Linked DNA regions of Macaca mulatta: regions 2 and 3 are each linked to region 1. A link is a contact called in public Hi-C data. All regions are on one chromosome and are shown on one strand. The core of a region is the stretch at or near the end of the contact, and the rest is flanking DNA. Distances in the headings are between cores, read along the strand shown. Region 1 holds the start of MRPL38 (mitochondrial ribosomal protein L38). Region 2 holds the start of WBP2 (WW domain binding protein 2). Region 3 holds the start of FBF1 (Fas binding factor 1).

Region 1 (3,395 bases), core at 545-3,044:
CAGGCATCCTAATTACCCCATTCAGCCTTCTCCCAGGCCACAGACACTGGAGAGGGCTGAGTGCAGAAATGAGTGTTGTGTAGCTGCTGCTCTTTCTTTTTCCTTCAAAATTGTAAACAAGATCATAACCCAAGTGCTTCATTCAGTTCCTTTTAGAGAGAGAAATATTGCAGCCGGGCGCGGTGGGTCACGTCTGTAATCCCAGCATTTTGGGAGGCCAAGGTGGGTGGATTACCTGAGGTCAGGAGTTCGAGACCAGCCTGGCCAATGTGGTGAAACCCTGTCTCTACTGAAAATACAAAAATTATCTGGGCATGGTGGCGTGTGGCCTGTAGTCCCAGCTACTTGGGAGGCTGAGGCAGGAGAATTGCTTGAACCCAGGAGGCAGAGGTTGCAGTGAGCCAAGATTATGTCACTGCCCTCCAGCCTGGGTGACAGAGTGAGATTTTGTCTCCAAAAAAAACAAAAAGAAAAAGAAAAGAAAAAGAAATATTGGTGGAATGTAATGATTAAAAAATACTGGTGCAGGGGCTGGGCGCGGTGGTTCATGCCTGTAATCCCAGCACTTTGGGAGGCCAAGGCGGGTGGGTCACGAGGTCAGGAGATCGAGACCATCCTGGCTAACACGGTGAAACCCCGTCTCTACTAAATAGACAAAAAATTAGCCGGGCGTGGTGGAGGGCGCCTGTAGTCCCAGCTACTCAGGAGGCTGAGGCAGGAGAATGGCGTGAACCTGGGAAGCGGAGCTTGCAGTGAGCCGAGATCGGGCCACTGCACTCCAGCCTGGGCGACAGAGCAATACTGTCTCAAAAAAGTACTGGTACAGTGGTACACACCTGTAGCTGCTATCGGGAGGCCGAGGTGGAAGGATGGCTTGAGCCCAATATGGGCAACACAGTGACCCCATATATTTTTTAAAAATGGTAGAGCCACTGTTTCTAGTTTCAAGATATTAATCGTTATTTGCTTCAAGTTGGTACATGTGGGAATCCATGTGAGGCCTCTCTCAAACCGTTAATATCCAAGCAAGCACCATTAAGAGTTCTGGGACAGCTAGAGGACAAGAATGGAGGAATGCATCGCCACCTGGGTGGCCAGCGGCTTTCACGCCAACTGCCGAGGCCCCGTACATCTTCATCTGGAGAGGGTTGGGAGGGTCGTGGGGTAGGATGGGTGGGTTTAGAGGATGAAGAAAAGGATTCAGAAACAAAAGGACAAGGTGGCTGGGCGCGGTGGCTCACACCTGTAATCCCAGCACTTTGGGAAGCCAAGGCGGGCGGGTCACCTGAGGTCAGTAGTTCCAGACCAGCCTGGCCAATATGGTGAAACCCCATCTCTACTAAAAATACAAAAAATTAGCCAGGCGTGGTGGTGTATGCCTGTAATCCCAGCTCCTCAGGAAGCTGAGGCAGGAGAATCACTTGAACCTGGGAGGCAGAGAATGCAGTGAGCCAAGGTCATGCCAATACACTCCAGCCTGGGCAACAGAAACTCCATCTCAAAAAAAAAAAAAGGACAAGGTTAAACAGCCACGATGTAAACACACACAATCCAGTTATGCTCCTGTACTGCATAACTGCAGTATGGAATTTCACAATAAGCAACTCCTGACAAGCAGGACTGGGTGTGACTGCCCCCATGCATTCCCCTCCACATTTAGCATGTAGCAGGTGCATACTGCAGGGTGAATTAGAAATGACGGTGAAAGGTTTAGCTGTTTGGCTGCTGTTTATGAAAACCAGTGGAAGGTGTGGCCACTTCCTGCTGGATGGAGAGACCCTCATTCCATTCTCATTCCATCTCAAAGTGATTATGAGGGCCAAGCTTCTGCTGGTGCCAGAGCCACTGGCCTGGTCACCACCAGCCCTGGCCTGGGATGTCAGAGCAGGTTTCCTGGCGAGACCTCTCTCCTGGGGCTGGGTGGTAGCCAGGCCAAGGTGGGGAAGTGAGGAGGTGAGACACAGAAGAGACAGCATGTACAAAGGCCCCATGGCCTCTGGGGGCAAAGTGCGCTGGAAGATTGCCTTTTAGGGCAGGAGGGCCAGGGCTGGGGCAGAGGAGGGTCCCAGATTCCCCAATCTACCAAGTTTTGCCTTTGTAGAACTGGATCACAAGAGCAAGCCTGAGTCCTGCCAGAAGCATTCACATCTGCATCTTTAAACCAGGACACTTCCGCCTTTGTGTGGATAACAGGAAGTTGCAGATAGTTGAGCTAACTGATACGCACCACTGCAAGTGCTTTCCAGAGGGTAATCTTTTCATCCTGACAACTGTCAGGTAAGCACTAGTATTACCTGCTTTTTCCCAAATGAGGAAACCACAAGGGAGACAGTAAGGTCACGATCTGGGTTTTTTTGTTTTTGGGTTTTTTTTTTTTTCCGAGATGGTGTCTCTGTCACCAAGGTGGTGGCGCAATCTTGTCTCACTGCAGCTTCTGCCTCCCAGGTTCAAGCAATTCTTGTGCCTCAGCCTCCTGAGTAGCTGGGATTACAGGCATCTGCCACCACGCCTGGCTAATTTGTGTATCATTAGTAGATACAAAAATTTTTGTATCTTTAGGGTTTCGCCATGTTGGTAGGGCTTGTCTCAAACTTCTGACCTCAAGTGATCCACCCACCTCGGCCCCCCAAACTGCTGGGATTACAGGTATGAACCACTGCGCCCGGCCACAATCTGGGTTTGTATTATTATTATTATTATTATTATTATTATTATTATTATTAGAGATGGAGTTTCACTTTTGTCGCCCATGTTGGAGTGCAGTGGCGCGATCTCGACTCACTGCAGCCTCTGCCTCCCAGGTTCAAGCGAGTCTCCTCCCTCAGCCTCCTGAGTAACTGGGATTACAGGCGGCCGCCACGCCCGGCTAATTTTTGTATTTTTAGTAGAGACGGGTTTTCACCGTGTTGACCAGGATGGTATCGATTTCCTGACCTCGTGATCCACCCGCCTCGGCCTCCCAAAGTGCTAGGATTCTAGGCGTGAGCCACTGTGCCCAGCCCTCAATCTGGGTTTTAAACCCAAGCAGACCGAGTCCGGAATCGGAGTTCGCACCCCTTCTCCCAACCAGGCCTGCGCCCCTGGGGAACTCAGTGCGCCGCGTCCAGGGGCTGGGGGAGGGCCCCGCCGGCCGACCCCGGTCTGTGCCGCCCCCTGGTGGCCCGCCGTGGGCGAGAGCCTGGCTGCTCTCAGCTCCGCCCCGCCGTCCAACGGGCACTTCCGGAGCCGGGCGCCTGCAGACCGCGGCCACCTCCACCTCCGCCCCAGGCGGACGGTGCAGGGGCCTCCGGGACAGGCGACAGGGTCCGCAGCGCGGGACACGGGGGCGGGCCTAGGAGCGGGGCCTGGGCGGGGCTGGACGCGGCCTGCCGCGTTGCGCTCAGGCGCCGCGCTGG
Region 2 (3,395 bases), core at 584-3,083, 47 kb after region 1:
TACCGACATACTGAGCCACCAATCCACCCCAAATTCCCAGACCCACGCCTCAAAACTGTCACAGACATTTTCTGGTGGATCTTTGCAAAAAATTTCTATCTAGATCCTATTTTTTAATACAAATAGAACTATATGTATACAGCATTCTGTGCTTAATAACCCTTGACAATCTTTCCATATCAGCACATAGTCTGACTTTTTTTTTTTTTTTTTTTTTTTGAGACGGAGTCTCACTCTGTTGCCTAGGCTGGAGTGCAGTGGCGCAATCCCGGATCACTGCAAGCTCCACCTCCTGGGTTCACGCCATTCTCCTGCCTCAGCCTCCCGAGTAGCTGGGACTACAGGCGCCCGCCACCACGCCCGTCTAATTTTTTGTATTTTTTAGTAGAGACGGGGTTTCACCGTGTTAGCCAGGATGGTCTCAATCTTCTGACCTCACCATCCACCCGCCTCGGCCTCCCAAAGTGCTGGGATTACAGGCGTGAGCCACCGCGCCCGGCCGACTTAATTCTTTTTAAAGACGGCAGAGATTGCAGACCCCAAAATACATCTAACCATTGGGGCAGATTTCATTACGACCATCCTTAATCCACTGTACTTGTCCTGCAAGGTCCAACCTGGTATTGCACCGGACCTCACAGAACGCTGCTGTTTCCTGATCTTTTCTAGTGAGGCAGCTTTATTTCTTCACATAGGAGACCTCCCTGCTAAGCGAAGTCGAACAGGTGGATCTAGAGGTTGACCACCACGGTCAGGAAAGCAGCTGTCTACTGAAAAGCAAACTCTAATTCCTTAAGATTAACGAGTTAATCTTTAAGATTAATTAATCTTAACGAATTAATCCTTAAGATTAACCCCTGCACCACCAAGTGGGGGAGTACAGCCCCCTCTCTCCGCCTCATGGATTCAGCTCGGAGGTGCAGGGGTTTGGTGGGGGGCGGTTAGGGAATGACAGCTGCCCCGTGGAGGACGCCCAGGGCTGGGTCACGAGCTGGCATGAGTCAGTCTTATTTTGTAAGTCCTAGTTATCAGGCTGCCAGTCTCGCGCCGTGCCCAGTCTCACTCAGCCTTCAGTCTTCCGGCCGGGACCCCGCTGGGCGCTCCGGAGGGATCGGCGCCACCGCGAGGCCGGCGAGGAGGCTGCAAGGGGCGCCCGGCCGGCCTGCGAAAGTGGTGGGAGCCAGGAGGGGCACACAGCCTCCCCTCCCCAGGCGGGACTCTCCCCGCCCCCCGGGCTCAGGGCTTGGGGTGGTGAGATGGGTGGCTGGGTGATCCGACGCCGCCAGCCCACCGCGTCCCCAAGAGCCGGGGTCTCGGGCTCAGCTAAACTCCCCGGAGTCACACAAGCGCCCCATACACGTCTGCTGAGTGAACGAAGGCTGCCCATCCACCAGGGGACTGCTCGGCCCTCCCACGCCATGTCCAGGTCGCATTCGGCCAGCGGGACTTCCCTTAACGCTCGGCCGGGGTCCCCAGGCTCGCGCCCCTGACAGCAGCCAAACTGTTTATTTCCGTCCGGCTGAAGAGGCGGGGTGGAGATGGCACAAGCCGATTGGTTATGTAAATTGTGGAGCCAATTTCGGCCTATGAGCCAGGAGACTACAAGTTCCAGAATGCATCCTTCCTCCAGCACAGGGAGAGGCCGAGGCTGCGGGAGCGTTGCCTGCTGGGAATTGTAGTCTTCATCTTGTTTGTTACGCAGGTGGAACTGGGGGGAGGGAGTAAACTATTACCACGTGACGTTCGGGTCAGGTGGTTGGGCCAGCCTCCGCGCTCGAGCTGTGACTGGCTGACTCTAATAAGAAGACGCCACTAGGGGCGGGGCGAAGAGGGGCGCAAGCTCACTGCGTTTTGAGTCTCGGGACCCCTGTCGGAGAGACTATGGCGCTCAACAAGAATCACTCGGAGGGCGGCGGAGTGATCGTCAACAACACCGAGAGGTGAAAACACTGCGGAAGGATCCTAGAGGACCAAAGTTCGGGTGTCGAGGGAGTGGGGGGTGGGCGATGGGCGGTGGGGAATAAGCCCCTGAAGGGGGAGCATTGATGGAGTATGGTTGGGGGGGAATGGCTGGGGGCGGGGTTGGAGGAAGGTGGGTGGGCCGTGGGGGAGGGCCCGGGAGGTTGTGATCAGCTGGGAGGTGGGAGTGGGACGTCTGCTTGGGGACCTGGCATGGGGCGACCGGTGGGGCCTAGGGGTGATTCTTGAACCCGTTCCCAGAGTTTTGACTTCAGTAACTGGGAGGAGCCCCAAACAAAAATAATTGTCACTTATTGGATGTCTACAACGTTACTACGTGTCAGGCTCTGCGCCTTTTCTACCTTATTTAATAAATTCTGTGCAGTACAATCTACTACTGTCCACGTTTCACAGGTAGGGAAAGTGGGGGGCAGAAAGGTTAAGTAACTTGCTCGAGATTGCAACTCTGTAAGTAACAGAGATGGAATTCCAGGAAAGGAGTCTTGACTCCAAAGTTAATAGGATTAACCACCAGCATACAGGCTTCCAGTATGTTCCAGAACTGTTCAGGTTCCAGGTAAGAAACTGAGGTCCCAGGAGTGAAATTAAACAGATGACGTTTGTCAGATGTCTCACAGTTCCTGGCACTGTGTGGATCCGTAAAGTCATTCCCTTGCCTCTCTCTTGAATGCCTGTTGGTTTGAGTCTCCTCCGAAGGCACAGGTCTCCTAATTCAAGGTTCTTTCCACTCCACCCTCCCCACCCCTTGCTCATTGCATCCTGTCTCTCCTCCAGTCTCTGCCAAGAGAAGCCCTGAATGGCCTCTCTCTCCTTTTGTTCCGTGGGTATTGAAAATCAGACCAGCCAGCTCTGGGTTGAACTATGCCGACCCTGAATTGCCTCTTGAAGGCAGAAGGAGCTTAGGAGGCACCTGAGTCCCCAAAGGAGACATTGTGGAGTCAGAGCCCTGTACCCAGCTAAGGCCAGCATCCAGTTGCCCTGTGACTTGGGAATGTTATGATGAGTCAGAGGAAAATGCCTAGAGTGACCCAGCAGGCTCACTTTCCCTCTATCTTACCTACTCAGAGTCTGATGGGTAATTCCTTCTTTTCTCTGAGTGGTACTTCTCTTTTTTTTTTGAGATGGAGGCTTGCTCTGTCACCCAGGCTGGAGTGCAGTGGCACGATCTCAGTTCACTGCAGTTCACGATCTCAGTTCACTCAGTTCACCGCCTCCTGGGTTCAAGCAATTATCCTGCCTCAGCCTCCCCGGTAACTGGGATTACAGGCACTTGCCACTACACCCAGCTAATTTTTTGTATTTTTACTAGAAACAGGAGTTCACCATGTTGGCCAGGCTGGTCTCGAACTCCTGACCTCGTGATCCGCCCTCCTTGGCCTCCAAAAGTATTGGGATTACAGGAATGAGTCACCGTG
Region 3 (3,395 bases), core at 230-2,729, 36 kb before region 1:
TCACACTGTAATGGACTAAAATGACTTATTTTAAAATACTGATGGTGTTTTTTTTTGGGTTTTTCTTGTTTTGTTTTTTTGTTTTTGAGACGCTGTCTTGCTCTTTCACCCAGGCCAGAGTGCAGTGGTGCAATCTTGGCTCACTGCAACCTCCGCCTCCTGGGTTCAAGCAGTTCTCCGCCTCAGCCTTCTGAGTAGCTGTGATTACAGGCACCTGCTGCCATGCCCGTCTAATTTTTTTGTATTTTTAGCAGAGACGGGGTTTCACCAAGTTGGCCAGGCTCGTCTTGAACTCCTGACCTCGTGATCCACCCACCTCAGCCTCCCAAAGTGCTGGAATTACAGGCGTGAGCCACTGCGCCCAGCCAGTGTTTTGCTTTTGTGCACGCTTACTAAATTTTCCAGTACTTGATTCCTATGGTCCATGATAGTAAACACAGAAACATATAAGGAACATTGTTAGAGTTACCAGATGTTAGCTGTTGCATATGTGCACGTTCCTAGATTCAAGGGTGTTTCTGCCTTAAGTTTAAGTGGGTCATTGGTTGTCTTGGGAAGATCATGGAAAATTGGGGATTTTTTAGACCAAAATATGTTTTGAGTGTTTCTTAGATTAGTAAATGTGTGATCTTCCACCTTCCACATTCAGACTGCGGACTACACTTCATAAATGCCTTTTAATTTCCAACTGTTATGGATTCAACTAAATGACTGTATGCCTTGGGAGCACATAATTACTTTGCTACCTTTTTCCGCCTTTGCTGTCGTGGCTTGAGTTTGGTTCATACCTGATAAGATGTATTTAGCATATGCTGTTACCCAGCCCTGGCTTGATGGTGTCCTGTGGGGGCAGAGGTGGGAGGACGAGGGGCACGGGGCCAGAGCATGTGAATGAATCATGGTTGGACAGCTGTGACCTGCCAGCACTGCGGGTAAGCCAAACTACAAACCGTTCTTTCCTCTGTGAAATTGAATAAACCTTAATAAAATTCATAATTAGCACATACTAGAAAAAATGTGACGTATCTTTTTGTGGGGTGACAGTATTGGGTTTCATTCTGGCTATACAGCTTTGATTGGATCATTAAACAGGAAGGTCAGTCACTTCCCTCAAGCTTTGGGGTGTGGAATAAACACGGGTGAATTCGTGGATTCACCCGTCAACCTCCCAATATCAACACATTTCTCATGCCTCCGCGCCGGCCACGTGTCAGCCCTCAGAAGTGGGCAGGAGGAACTTTTAAGCGTCTCGGCAGTTCCCAAGAGGGCCTTTGAGCCTGGCGCCCTCTTCCTGGAGAGGCGTTGGGGCAGCTCCTAGCAACGTGCCCACCGCCGGCAGAGGCCCGGCCCCGCCAACGGCCGCGCGCGGCTCCCTGGGAGCTGTAGTTCCTCACGTCGTCCCTGTCTCCTCTGTGCGGGCAGGTGAGCAAACCGCCGACTACGACTCCCAGGATGCCTCGCGCCCGCCTTTCCGCGGGAGGCCGGACGGCTGAGGGTGGCAGCAGCGGCTGGAAGCGGGAGGCCTGGCCGGGCTGGGCGACCTGAATGGAGCCGGGGCCGGTGCTGGTCCCAGCGGCCGCACCTCCGGGGACACGGCGCGTAACGGGAAGCTTCAGGGGCTGGGAGCATTACAGGCTGCTCTCGGGGGCCATATAGGCCGGGCGCTCAGAAGGGTGACGCATTGAGGGGCGCGGAGTCTCGGGACGGAGGGGACGGAGGGGCTACTCCGGTTAGGGGTCTTGTTTAGGGGTGGTCTCGGGATCTGTAAAACGCCTGGCATGGAGTCGGCTGAATAGAGGTAGGGACGGGGTTACACTGTAGCCCTTTGGCCTTGGCAAACCACGCCTAGAAAATCCCCATAGTTTGAAGCCCGTACAGGATTGATAGGAGATGCCAGAAGTTCCATGATGTGTTATGGGACACATTTGGACTTGTAGGTCGTGATGTCGCCATTGCAGAGAAAAAGAAACACAAAGCCGGGCACGGTGGCTCATGCCTGTAATCCCAACACTTCGGGAGGCCAAGGCGGGAGGATCACTCGAGGCCAGGCGTTTGGGACGACCCTGGGCAACGTAGGGAGACCCGTCTCCACAAAAAAAGTTTTAAAATTTGCCTGACATGGTGGCGTGTGCCTGTGGTCCCAGCTGCTAGGGAGGCTGAGATTGGAGGATCGCCTGAGCCCAAGGAGGTCGAGGCTGCAGTGATCTGTGAGAGCTGTGATCGCGCCACTGCACTCCAGCCTGGGCAACAGTGAGACCGTGTCTGGAAAAAAGAAAGAAAGAAAGAAGGCCAGGCGCGGTGGCTCACACCTGTAATCCCAGCACTTTGGGAGGCCGAGGCAGGCAGATCACGAGGTCAGGAGTTCAAGACCAGCCTGGCCAACAGTGAAACCCCGTCTCTACTAAAAATACAAAAATTAACTGGGCATGGTGGTGCACGCCTGTATTCTCAGCTACTCGGGAGGCTGTGGCAGGAGATTCGCTTGAACCCGGGAGGCTGAGGTTACGGTGAGCCAAGATTGCACCACTGCACTCTAGCCTAGGCAACAGAAGCAAGACTCCATCTAAAAAAAAAAAAAAAGAAAACACATGTATTCAATTATTCAAGGTGGACTCTGTAGGTAAGCCCAGATAACCCTTGCATTCCAATAACAGGACAGGCCAACACCTGGGACAGAGAGAGGACCCCTCTGACTCCTTTCTTCCAGGACATCCTGTAGGTGGGTTTTGGTAAAGTGGAGGAGGGGGAGGGAGAGAGCTAATTCTGAAGAAAACTGTTCTCAATGGGTCAGATTTACTGCCTATGTAAAGGGAAATATTTCCACTGTCAGTGAAAATCGTGTTGCTGGATGTGGTGGCTCATACCTGTAATCCCAGCACTTTGGAAGACCAATGCAGGAGGATTGCTTGAGCCCCAGAGTTCAATAGCAACCTGGGTAACACAGTGAGACCCCATCTCTAAAAAAAGATTTTACAAAGAAAAAGAATATCAAAGAGTAACCAGAGCTCACACCTGCTTTTGTGCTAAATGCTGCTTAGAAAGTAGTCATGGGTGCTGCCTGGGAAAGGGTTTCAGCCTTGGTGCCAGGTACCCACCTCCTTTCTGAAATGAGTACTTGCCACTTGCCGCATCAGCTTTCAGGGTAAGGGATCATGGCCACTGCCCTTTTTTCTTTTTTTTTTTTTTTTTTTTTTAAGACGGAGTCTCACGCTGTTGCCCAGGCTGGAGTGCAGTGGCGCGATCTCGGCTCACTGCAAGCTCCGCCTCCTGGGTTCACGCCATTCTCCTGCCTCAGCCTCCTGAGTAGCTGGGACTACAGGCGCCCGCCACCGCGCCCGGCTAATTTTTTGTATTTTTAGTAGAGACGGGGTTTCACTGTGGTCTCGATCTCCTGA

The links. A called contact is a pair of places that touch in the nucleus more often than the background predicts.
Region 2: a Hi-C map of fetal cortex germinal zone shows a contact between it and region 1, with 2.0 times the contacts expected there. The contact joins the promoter of WBP2 here to the promoter of MRPL38 in region 1. A contact is called at or near these places in 4 of 14 Hi-C or Micro-C datasets (cortical neurons, fetal cortex germinal zone, fetal cortical plate and 1 more).
Region 3: a Hi-C map of liver shows a contact between it and region 1, with 2.0 times the contacts expected there. The contact joins the promoter of FBF1 here to the promoter of MRPL38 in region 1. A contact is called at or near these places in 2 of 14 Hi-C or Micro-C datasets (cortical neurons and liver).

Annotation. Positions count from the first base shown.
Region 1 is chr16:85,614,293-85,617,687 of T2T-MMU8v2.0, reverse strand. It overlaps MRPL38 (mitochondrial ribosomal protein L38), which reads left to right and starts at 1,794. Exons shown (of 9, transcript XM_077972931.1): 1 at 1,794-2,277.
Region 2 is chr16:85,566,952-85,570,346 of T2T-MMU8v2.0, reverse strand. WBP2 (WW domain binding protein 2) reads left to right here and starts at 1,833. Exons shown (of 8, transcript NM_001258099.2): 1 at 1,833-1,940. The coding sequence starts at 1,882.
Region 3 is chr16:85,650,240-85,653,634 of T2T-MMU8v2.0, reverse strand. FBF1 (Fas binding factor 1) reads left to right here and starts at 1,479. Exons shown (of 31, transcript XR_013407293.1): 1 at 1,479-1,595; 2 at 2,655-2,719. LOC144335964 (a long non-coding RNA gene) reads left to right here. Exons shown (of 2, transcript XR_013407298.1): 2 at 332-1,016.